2 separate regions of the Drosophila melanogaster genome follow, and region 1 is linked to region 2. A link is a contact called in public Hi-C data. All regions are on one chromosome and are shown on one strand. The core of a region is the stretch at or near the end of the contact, and the rest is flanking DNA. Distances in the headings are between cores, read along the strand shown.

Region 1 (5,436 bases), core at 1,069-3,568, 190 kb before region 2:
GTGCACACATGCGAGTATCTCTAGCTTTTTCTATGCGTCCTTGTGCCAGGACTTCCGCTTCCCTTCACCCGTCGCTTATGCGTGTGTTATTTTAACAGCAATTTTAATGAAGCGCGAAACCGTTGAAATACAATTTGTAAAGCTGAGGGGCGCTGGATAAGGATGTGGATGCGAGGTCCTGGCGGAGCGGGAGCGAAAAAACAAACTCAGAAATGTTTGGCAAAGGGAAGGCGAGACGATGGCCGAGGGAAATATCTGTTTGGGCCTGGTCTCTTTCAGCCTCTGGTAGCGCCAAATAAAAATGGCTTGCAAACGCGTTTTTGGCTGGGGCTTTTGTGTTACTTTGTGACTCGCGAACGCGTTTTGTTCGCGAGTTTGTGCGAGTTAATTAAAAAGGGTTTTACAATCAGCGCACAAAGGTCTCCCCGGGGGCTGGGGTTTCCGTTGCCAAAGGAGAAAGTCTTCATATATTTCAATGTAATTTCGCCTAGGTCATGGGGGGCATTAGGAGTTATGGCTAAATTTGTTTTGTCGACAGTCCCTTCATAAAGAACGCCAGGGCGTTGCTATACTTTCAACTTAAGCTTTTCGAAAGAGTTTCTTGATGTTTTATTAGGCAGAGCAAAATAAGCCATTTTAAGGCTATTATTTTACTGTACTTTATTGAGGCACAAAATTAAATGCAATTTCGTATTTAATGGAAACCTGAATACGTATAATACTAACAGCTTATATTCTGTGCTGTATTATTTAAAACAATAAACTAGTACACGAGTAACGTGTATAGCAATAACTAGTCCATATATCTTATTGGTTGATTTTTATAGCTAGACATAAAACTGGTTGTGTTATACTGTCTTAGATAAAAGCAAATTTAGCAGCTAGCCAATTTAAGTTCGACTTTAAAGAGTGCCATAAACACTTTTGCGGGTTCTAAGTGGTTTCTGCTTGTGTTCCGCAAACACAAAAGTGTTGTTCCTTTGAAGCAGCACAGCTTGTTGTTGCCATACTCTAGCTACCAAAGGACATTTTTCCATCCACGTTATCGCTCATTTTTGCCTTCTTTTAAAATCCGAGCGTTGTTTGCTTTGTGTTGGCCATGTTAGACGTTTTTAGCGTCTAGTGCATCGCGGCTGCCTGAGCAAATATTTGAGCTAGTTAATAGCCAAGAGCTATGGCGATGGCGATGCACTGCCTGGCAACTCATCAGCCTCGCCAGCGTCTCGTCTGGCATTTGTGGCGCCCTCGGCATGCCCAGAAGATTCCGAGCGGAGTGGGTCCCAGCCCAAATGGGGTATATGAACATAAACGTGTTCACTGTGGTGGGGGGGGGGGGGAAGGGGGTACCGGCCCATCATCAATGGCTCTCCTCACGCCAATGCGCAATACACTTCCACTTTATGCACATTTCCGGGCTAGCGCGGCAAACAAAAAAATGGGTGACGGGGCCACAGACGAAAAGAAACGGATATCTAGGTACCTGGTAGATGCCAAAAGCCCAATGACATAATTTATATAAAACAGTAACTATCTGGGCCATAATAAAGAGAACAACATAAGGTGCTTATGGTAAAAATACAAACAATGGTATTTTATTTAGGATTTTATGATTTTTCATAAAAATAACTAAAGATTTCTTTATTATTTTAAGAAATGCACACTCTTTTAAAGCAAAAACGAGTGAAACACCTTGTCAAAAACCGATTACAGGGTATGAGTACACTGATGTTGCCGCCCTCGTGTATGACATGTGTACCAGGAGGCGTGGCCAGGGGGCGCACGCGGAAATGGCATTGCATTCGGCAAACAACAAAAGGCCTGCAACAGTCGGCGAATTCTTAGAACCAGACGAGCTGGTTGTCGAGCAGTCGGATGATGTGTGGAAACGTTTCCATTTGAAGTGGCACCAAAGCCATCATCGTTTTCACTTTTGTTGCAGCAATGGAAGCTTCTGCTCCTGCTGTTGTCGTTGCAACAGAATGTTGCTGGTGTGGGCAGGATTACAAAGTTCCACCTTATTGACTGCAACAGCATTTTTGCGCATTTTCACGCTATTGCCGTTGATGGCGTGAAAATCGATGGCATCTGCGGCGACCAAATCCGTAATCAGTAATTTTTAATTACTGGCTTGATTTGGGCAGTGGATGAGGTCTATTAAAAGGCTTAAAATAAAATAGCCAATCGATATTGACGCACACACGATTTATCTATTTTTAACTATTCAGCTTGATGTGTTGCACTGCATTTGCATTTCTGTTTAAGTGTTAAAATATAGAAAAGCAACACATGACTTTTAATTCAAAACATTTCTAAAGAGAAGACAACAAAGTGTGTTTGAGCAGCTATTGAAATTTTGTTTTCACGCAGAAATTATCACATTTCTATCAGATTTTCTACGGCTCTTTGCAGTTGTGCTAATAGTTGTTTAAGCAACGTGATATTAAAAAGTTTATCTAAAAGGCATAAACAAACCGTAAGTTTATCTTTGCCTTGTGCAAAAAGCAGCAGGACATACAAACTTATGATAATCCAGGTACATAGAAAACCGATAGGATCATCATGCCACGAGGAAAGTTCCTTAGCTACAAGGGTCGCACTCGCCAGTTCACATCCCCCGAGGAACTGCGGCAGGAGTCAGAGGACGATTACGACCAAGTCAGCGGCTCTGGTTCAGATAGCGATGAGAAAGTAGCAACCAGGGGAGGAGCCAATTCATCCTCCTCCATAGCAAAGGATCGCACCTTGAAAAAAGCGACTCGCAATCAGAAATCGTCGTCAGATGAGGTGGACAGTTCTTCCGAGGATTGCGAAACGGAATCTCGTGTTGCCAGAAAGGGCGTGGCTTCACTCATTGAAATCGATAATCCCAACCGGGTGTCCAAGAAGGGGCCACAAAAGATTTCAGCCATTATGCTTGATCAGACCAAGGCGGGGCTATCCCGCCGCGATCAAGATCAGAGTGCTCGCAAGCGTTACGAGAAACTCCATGTAGCTGGGAAAACCACCGAGGCTAGGGCCGACTTGGCCAGGCTGGCTCTGATCCGGAAGCAGCGCGAAGAAACCGCTGCTAGGCGTGAAGCGGAGAAGAAAGCAGCCAATGTGGTCACCAAGAAGCCGTTTGCCAAGTAGAGAATCCATCTCTTAAAGCATCCATTCCCCAAACGGGAATGAATAAATAAATAAAAAAAATGTTAAGAAATATGCATGAAAGGGTCTAAAATTAATTATTTATTTAACAATCATTCAAAATTTTTAAAGTTTTTCAAAGCGGTCTTTTATAACTTTAAATTCTACAATAATAAACCCTTTGTATCATATTTTCTATATTATTTGGAGCGAACAAGTTACTTACATATTCTTTTTAGTATTCTCTCGTCTCGCCACATGTAGATTTATTTTCTACATTATATCCCTACTTGACTAGACCATTTTGCATTTAGCTTTTTTTTTTCACCATTTATCCCGTTTAATCCCATAGTGCGTAAATCGCATTATGGCCATAGAATGTGTCTGTAAGAGCATTTAGCCTGCTCAACGGAGGTAATAGGCCAACAACGAAGGAAATCGCATGGTTGACACGGGGGTGTGAGGATGTGAGGCTTCGGGGCAAAATGCTGACACATCTGGTCTGAAACTGGATCGTTGGCACTTTATTGGGTTAAGTGCGATGCAATTGCGTGGCTGAGTGAGTTGAACGCAATTTGATTTTTCACTTATGGGTACTTGCGATTTTCCAGCGATATCCGAGCGATTTCTAAATCGCGCAGAATGGGAAATATTCGGTGCATAATTTTGGGCTTTAACAATTTAAGTTTCCTTCGACATTTTTTTTACTTGTTTACAGGATATTCCTCAGCGATCACGATATAGACGTAATGCTTACCACGGAAACACACATGCGAGTTGGTCAGCGCATCTATCTCCCAGGGTATCTTATGTATCACGCCCACCACCCCAGTGGTAACAGTAGAGGTGGCTCTGCAGTCATCATAAAATCTAGACTTTGTCACAGCCCTCTGACACCTATCTCTACTAATGACAGGCAGATAGCGAGAGTGCACCTGCAAACATCGGTTGGGACCGTCACTGTAGCTGCTGTTTATCTACCTCCAGCAGAAAGATGGATAGTAGATGACTTCAAATCCATGTTTGCTGCGTTAGGCAACAAATTTATTGCTGGTGGTGATTACAATGCCAAACATGCATGGTGGGGGAACCCAAGATCCTGTCCTAGAGGTAAAATGTTGCAAGAAGTCATTGCACATGGGCAATACCAAGTTCTGGCTACGGGCGAACCCACTTTCTACTCTTACAACCCTTTGTTAACACCATCAGCCCTTGATTTTTTTATAACCTGTGGGTACGGCATGGGCAGGCTAGATGTACAAACTCTCCAGGAACTCTCGTCGGACCATCTTCCTATTCTGGCTGTATTGCACGCTACGCCGTTAAAGAAACCACAACGCGTACGACTACTTGCCCATAATGCTGACATAAACATATTCAAAACCCATCTTGAACAGCTGAGTGAGGTAAATATGCAAATTCTGGAGGCGGTGGACATTGATAATGCCACAAGCCTTTTCATGAGCAAACTAAGTGAGGCTGCTCAGCTTGCTGCACCGAGAAATCGGCATGAAGTAGAGGCCTCCAGACCACTTCAACTTCCTCCCAGTATATTGGCACTGCTCAGGCTAAAACGAAGAGTTCGAAAAGAATATGCTAGAACAGGTGATCCCCGCATGCAACAGATCCACAGTAGACTGGCCAACTGCCTGCATAAGGCCCTTGCTCGAAGAAAGCAGGCCCAAATAGATACCTTCTTGGATAACTTGGGTGCTGACGCGAGCACAAATTACTCACTGTGGCGTATCACGAAACGGTTCAAAGCTCAGCCCACCCCAAAATCAGCAATCAAAAATCCGTCTGGTGGCTGGTGTCGCACTAGCTTGGAAAAAACTGAAGTGTTCGCTAACAACCTTGAGCAACGTTTTACACCCTATAACTATGCACCGGAAAGTCTCTGTCGTCAGGTTGAAGAATACTTGGAATCGCCCTTTCAAATGAGCCTGCCTCCGAGTGCTGTCACACTGGAAGAAGTGAAGAATTTAATAGCCAAGCTGCCACTTAAGAAAGCTCCTGGAGAAGATCTTCTTGATAATAGAACCATTAGACTTCTCCCAGATCAAGCATTGCAGTTCCTTGCCTTAATATTCAACAGCGTTCTTGATGTTGGCTACTTTCCGAAAGCTTGGAAATCGGCGAGCATAATTATGATCCATAAGACTGGAAAAACACCGACAGACGTTGACTCGTACAGGCCCATCAGCTTACTCCCATCTCTGGGTAAAATTATGGAGAGGCTGATCCTAAACAGGCTGCTCACATGCAAGGATGTTACCAAAGCGATTCCCAAATTTCAGTTTGGCTTCCGGT
Region 2 (5,483 bases), core at 1,797-4,296:
ATTTTTGATTGTTATAGATTGAAGTAACAGATATCAATTCTTCCTTCATAGTTATGGATTACATACAGATAAAATTGAAATGAACTTATAATATGGTACTGTAACTTTTGATAATTTCTATAGAGGGACTTAAATTGATTATCTTGATCAAATTATTCATTTTAGGTCGTCTGAATAAATTAAATATATAAAAATAAACTTATTTTCTGTCCGTGTAGCTCTTTCTTTTTCTCTTTCAATCGTTATCCATCTCTTTCAGTGCCTGTTTTCTAGGTAGGTGCCGACCTGCCCCTGGCAACAATGCAGTCGGCCTATTACCACACAGCCAGCCCCAAGTCAAGTTGAAGTTGCCCATGTTGTTGGCGCTTTTTTGCCATTGTTGTTGCCGCTTTGCCCCACTGCAATTGCCGTTAGTCGGGGGCTGTGGTGTGTGTGCCAATGTCGTTTATAATGAAGTTTCCTGTCGATAAAGTTAAACTTCAAAGCTTTGGCCAAGTTTTCTATTTCTTTCTATCGGATTTTATTTTGTTGCTAGCATGAGAAAAGCCGAAGGTGACTTAAATGCGATTTATTCTCCTAGAGGGCACTATAATTTAATATTTAAGTGAAACGAAGGAAGCTTTTAGCTGTTGAAAGTAAGGACGTTTATTTATTGTACTGAAACTAGGGACTTAAAATGTATTTAATTTAAAAAGTTTTTACAATTTTATTTACGATATCTTTCGAAAAGCTATGTGTATTCGGTGGAGCCTATTTATACCTAAGCAGATAAAAAACGCATCCAAAAAATTCTGAACAGTCACAACAATGCAACGCACTCACACACACAGAAGCAACACCCACGTGACGTAATAGCACCACAACAAGACGGCAAAAAAAAGAAAGGCGGGAAAGAAAAAGATTGCGAGAGAGCGGCAAAAGTCGCAGACAAACATTGAAATTCATTTCAAAATGTAGCGAGATCAATGCAATGATAAGAACGAAGAGAGAGTGATGGCGAAAGAGAATTAAAAAACTATGCAAAAAGAAAGGAACACAGAGAGGGGGTCGTGTAAGTCCTAAAAGAGCAGCATAAAATCCTGGCGCATTACAGTTACAGTTGTGTAAGGACCAACATAAAATATAATAAATTGAAAACAGTGGAGACAACCTCCATGCTCTCTCCTTCTCACTCGCACCTTCACAATACCACAGCAACGACCTACCTAACAACAACAACCATGGTGCAAAAAAAGAAGAGAAGCTCCACACAGAGACAGAAACTACGTCAACAAAGTGGGAACGAAATGGAAACGGGATATTGGAACATTCCCATTGCCATTTTGTTTGTGTTTGTTTTGCTCCAATTAGCAACTCGCCTGCTCTCTCGCTCTCTGTCCCGCTCTTGTGGCTTTGTCGCTTGCGTCATTTTGCCTTTGCAAAGCCAGCATTTCTTTGCGCGGAGAAAGCTTTTCTTTGGGAACCCAAACAGCTGCTGTGGCTGTGTCGCCTTGTCGCCGTGCAGCTTTCACAGTGTGTTTCATTGTCATCTCGCCTCATTCATGATGACGCCAAAAGAAAGCAACAACAGTACTAGCTAAGTCAAAAGCAGAAAGAAAACGCCGGTTGGGATAGGGTCTCAATTCCATGTGGGATTCCCTGCCCCTTACCGCTCCATCTAACCATCTATCTCATTTTCACCCTCTTAATTTCTTTTAATTACTTATGTTTCTACTGCTTTCTTTTTATACCATTTGCATGGCAATTTTCTTAAAATATTTTTTTTTCATTTTCACAGTTTTCAATTTACTATTCCTAGTATTTTAAAAACTTGCATTCCATTTTATAAGTTTTTCTTTGAAATATTTTGATGTTTTAAGTCCATTATTTGCACGTTACTATGTCGAGATAGCACAAATTACCAGAATATGAAATATTTTATTTTGCTAATGATAATACAAGAAATGGTTAGAGCTATAGTTAAGCTAAAGATCGTTTGGTAGGTCTAAAAATGTGAAATTCGCCTATAAATACATGAATATGTATGTGTTTCTTTTCTAAGAACTTCACACTGGTTGAGATACGAATATGTTCATGTAACCACAACCATTAGATGTGTATTTGTTCCCCGCCAATGGGCTTATCAACATGAAAAACGACAAGTAAACCCAATCATAACCCATCGTGGAAACTAAAGTACACTCAAAATAAGGTTACCACACGATTATGACGTGAGTAGAGCGAGGAACTAATTAAATGTTCTACAAACACAATTTCGTACCCATTCATAAATCTCTCAATGGGTCAATCAAATCAAGTAAAAGACTTTTTAATGAAAGCCACAAGATTTATGAACACCCGAGAGATCGCATTTTTAATTAACACACAAAACTGACGAGTGTAGAGATGAGAATGAGAGCTTTCAGCAATTGAGCGAAAATAGTTTGCTGAATTTTTCAGATGCGAAATTCGAATTGAGAGGCACGCAAATGGGTATTATTTATTCACACATTCACATTAGGGAATTGATGTTTATTTTGATTACAATAAAAACGAAGTACGGAAACAAATCGATTAATGCAAATTTGTTGTGGGCGAAGCGAAATTTATAGGACACAGCTGTTTTCGGGGAAGAGATCAAATATCTTTTTAAGTTTTATTATATTTGATGTAGAATATATTAGTTCTTGCGACTGGAAAACATCAGGGATTCCCGCAGATCTTGGGATCCAAACAGGAATGCCATTAATTTCGCATAAAAAGATCGAGGGAATGAGTCTGAAATAAACAAGGATTAGGTTTTTAGCAGCTTGCCCACTACGGCGTGTACACCACAAAATGCTCCATAAAAGTGTCGAGATTTCTCAAAAGTGAGAACATGAAACCCGCGCATTATCACAACTTTAATGAGTTGTTCTATGGCTGGAAGGAAATAAAAATATGAGAGGAAAAAACGAAAATAAAAACTGTCAGAAGGCAACGTGTTCTGGCTATTCCCAACCGTTCCCCTCTCTCACCGGTTCGCTCAGAGAAACGAACGAAAAACGCTAACGAAACGAAAATGCAAAATGTCAATGTCCTCCACTGTACAGTTCAGCGTCAGAATTGCGTCGCAGTTTTGTGTTTTTGCCCACAGAACGCAGAACTGTTCTCGCGGAACGACGGAATAGAACGCGATGCAAGCCAACAGAAGCGAAAAAATAAGACAAACGTAAGCGTGGACTTCTGGAATGGAGCCAGTATGAGTGTGTGTGTGGGTAAGAGAGTGTGGAATGAAGTAATGGGGAAGTGGGGATTACGGGGGACTCGCATGCGTGCGTAGTCCTCTTTGGGGCTTCTCTTCTCATAAGGGGTATAACACCATTCCGGACACAAATTCATCAATAAAACTCTAAGTAAACTCATTTGCCTAGACTTACATGTAATTAAAGGAAATATTAAACGTTGTCCAATAAACAATAATCTAAACATAAGCATTCCCAAGATACTTTAGCAAAAAGCATTGTTTTGTCTAAGTTCAATGGGGATATTACATGTTACAATATTATTATATTATTTGGAAGAAGTTTAAAAAATGTATATAATTTTGTAAACATGCCACTTTTAAGAGCATGCATTAAGGCCCTTTAGAAACGATTCTACTGACTTGCTGCAAAGTTTCTTTCAGAGTTTCGCGAGCGTTATAAATCCAAAGCAAATACCAAATACAAATAACGTCATTTTGTTCGAGCCAATATCCAATCCAATCCAATCCAATATCCATCTTAGTGCTCCTCCCATATTGCATTGGTTGGAGCAACTTTTTTAATAAGCCCCGATAACTGGCAAAGAACGGGGGCGATTCGAATGAAATGAGTTCTTGTTGAGCCAATACTTAATGAAAAACGGAAATGCCATTTTAGATTTATAGTTGTGATAAACAGCAACCGCAGCCCGGCAAAGAGCAATTGGCCAGTTGAAAGTTGGTAACAACTTTTGGCCGGCTTTGCCAACAGATGTTGGCGGAACTTGTTCCTCGCCTGCGGCCAAAAAGTTAGCCAAGGAAATGTTGCACAAACTTCAAAAAAAAGATTTAAGGCTTCCTCGCTGGAGCTGAAGAGAAAAGCTAATATTTTCAAGCCAGTATAAGTCGACACTAAAAACTAAAACAATATTATTATTTAAGAGTTTTACCTCCGCAGCTTCATTATGGAACATTGATCTTCCAACTAAGGTACACTTACACTAATCACGATAACATTTACTTTCTTCGAATTCATTCGATACATACCTGCAATGAGAAGAAAACCAAATTGAATTAGCAATGCGTTGGGTGAAAACAATTCTAAAGAAATGGAAACCTCGTGGAAGAGGCACCCGAACAATAAGAAACCCACAAATAGCCATAGACCAATATACTTAAGTACCGACATTGGTGTTGTCGCCACTGGCTGATTTTGTTATTGTTGTTCGCCCTACACCTGCACGTGTAATCAAATACAATAAGCCATAAAAAATTATCATAAACAAGACGCTGCCAATGCGGCCAAATGAAAAATAAAGTTGACAATGAGACTGGAATATGGATGGTCGATGGTCGATGGTCGATTGGTGGTAGGCGGCTTTGGTGCCTGGTGCCTGGCATTGTTATTGGGTCGAAGGTGAGCCCTCGAAAATCCTTTGGCACATACAGACAAGGACACGATGGCCAGGCCAGCAGCAGCAGCAACAACAGCAGCAACTGGCAATGGCATAAATTAAGGACCAACATGTTCGGTGGCAACAACAAGGCTCCACAAGTGTTGACAATAATGGCAACACGAAAAGCTTTGAGGCTGTGTCAATTCGATGGCTGTCCTTGCTGAGCTCCGATTTTCCCCGACACTTTCTCCCTATTTTCCCCATTTTCCACACTCACTCTGTCGATTCGCTTAGAATATTTTACAGTTCGTGCCGTTTTGAGTGAAACATGATGTTTGGCTAATTCAAAAGATTTACACTGAATTTCGCAATTCAATTTTTCCTATGATTGAACAGTTGCCATGCGAGAGAAATTTTCCCCTGCACACTTTGCGAGCCATTGCATTTATTTTTTTCATTGAAACGCAGCTCTAATAAATTGCTGAAATTGGTTGGAACTAAATTCTTATTTAAAGGGCTTCTTAAAAAATGTATGCAAAGTTCTAACCATTATATTACATCGGAATACTGCGAAATATTTCACCTTTGTTATGCCCTCTTAGAGGACATTAAACTTGAAGCTTTAATAGCGTAATAGCCACCTACTCTGCGCCTTTTGATAAAACAAAAAGTCAGCCAAATGAATGTGGCTCCCATGACGTCACCGCGGGGTATACAAAAAAGTATATATGAGATAAAAAAAAAAACAGAAAAATAACGCATCAACCCCTGACGAAAAAGTTCATTGTCTTAGCTTTACAGTTTATTGCACTTAATTAACGTAAAAAGTTTGGTCGAGAGGAGGGGAAGGCTCGCCTTGCCTTCTGGATGGCAACACCTACCAG

The links. Hi-C and Micro-C count contacts between places; a contact is called where the count stands out from the background.
Region 1: a Hi-C map of the Kc167 cell line shows a contact between it and region 2, with 10 times the contacts expected there. A contact is called at or near these places in 6 of 107 Hi-C or Micro-C datasets (the Kc167 cell line, cellular blastoderm embryo, embryo and 1 more).

What each region holds. Positions count from the first base shown.
Region 1 is chr2L:9,394,870-9,400,305 of dm6, reverse strand. CG4438 reads left to right here and starts at 2,318. Exons shown (of 2, transcript NM_001201824.2): 1 at 2,318-2,473; 2 at 2,542-3,307. The coding sequence starts at 2,560. The coding sequence ends at 3,129. All of the region lies in intron 2 of Shawl (Shaw-like), which reads left to right.
Region 2 is chr2L:9,201,209-9,206,691 of dm6, reverse strand. All of the region lies in intron 2 of tai (taiman), which reads right to left. Among named protein-coding and RNA genes, the nearest start is that of tRNA:Thr-AGT-1-1, 33 kb to the left of the region's middle.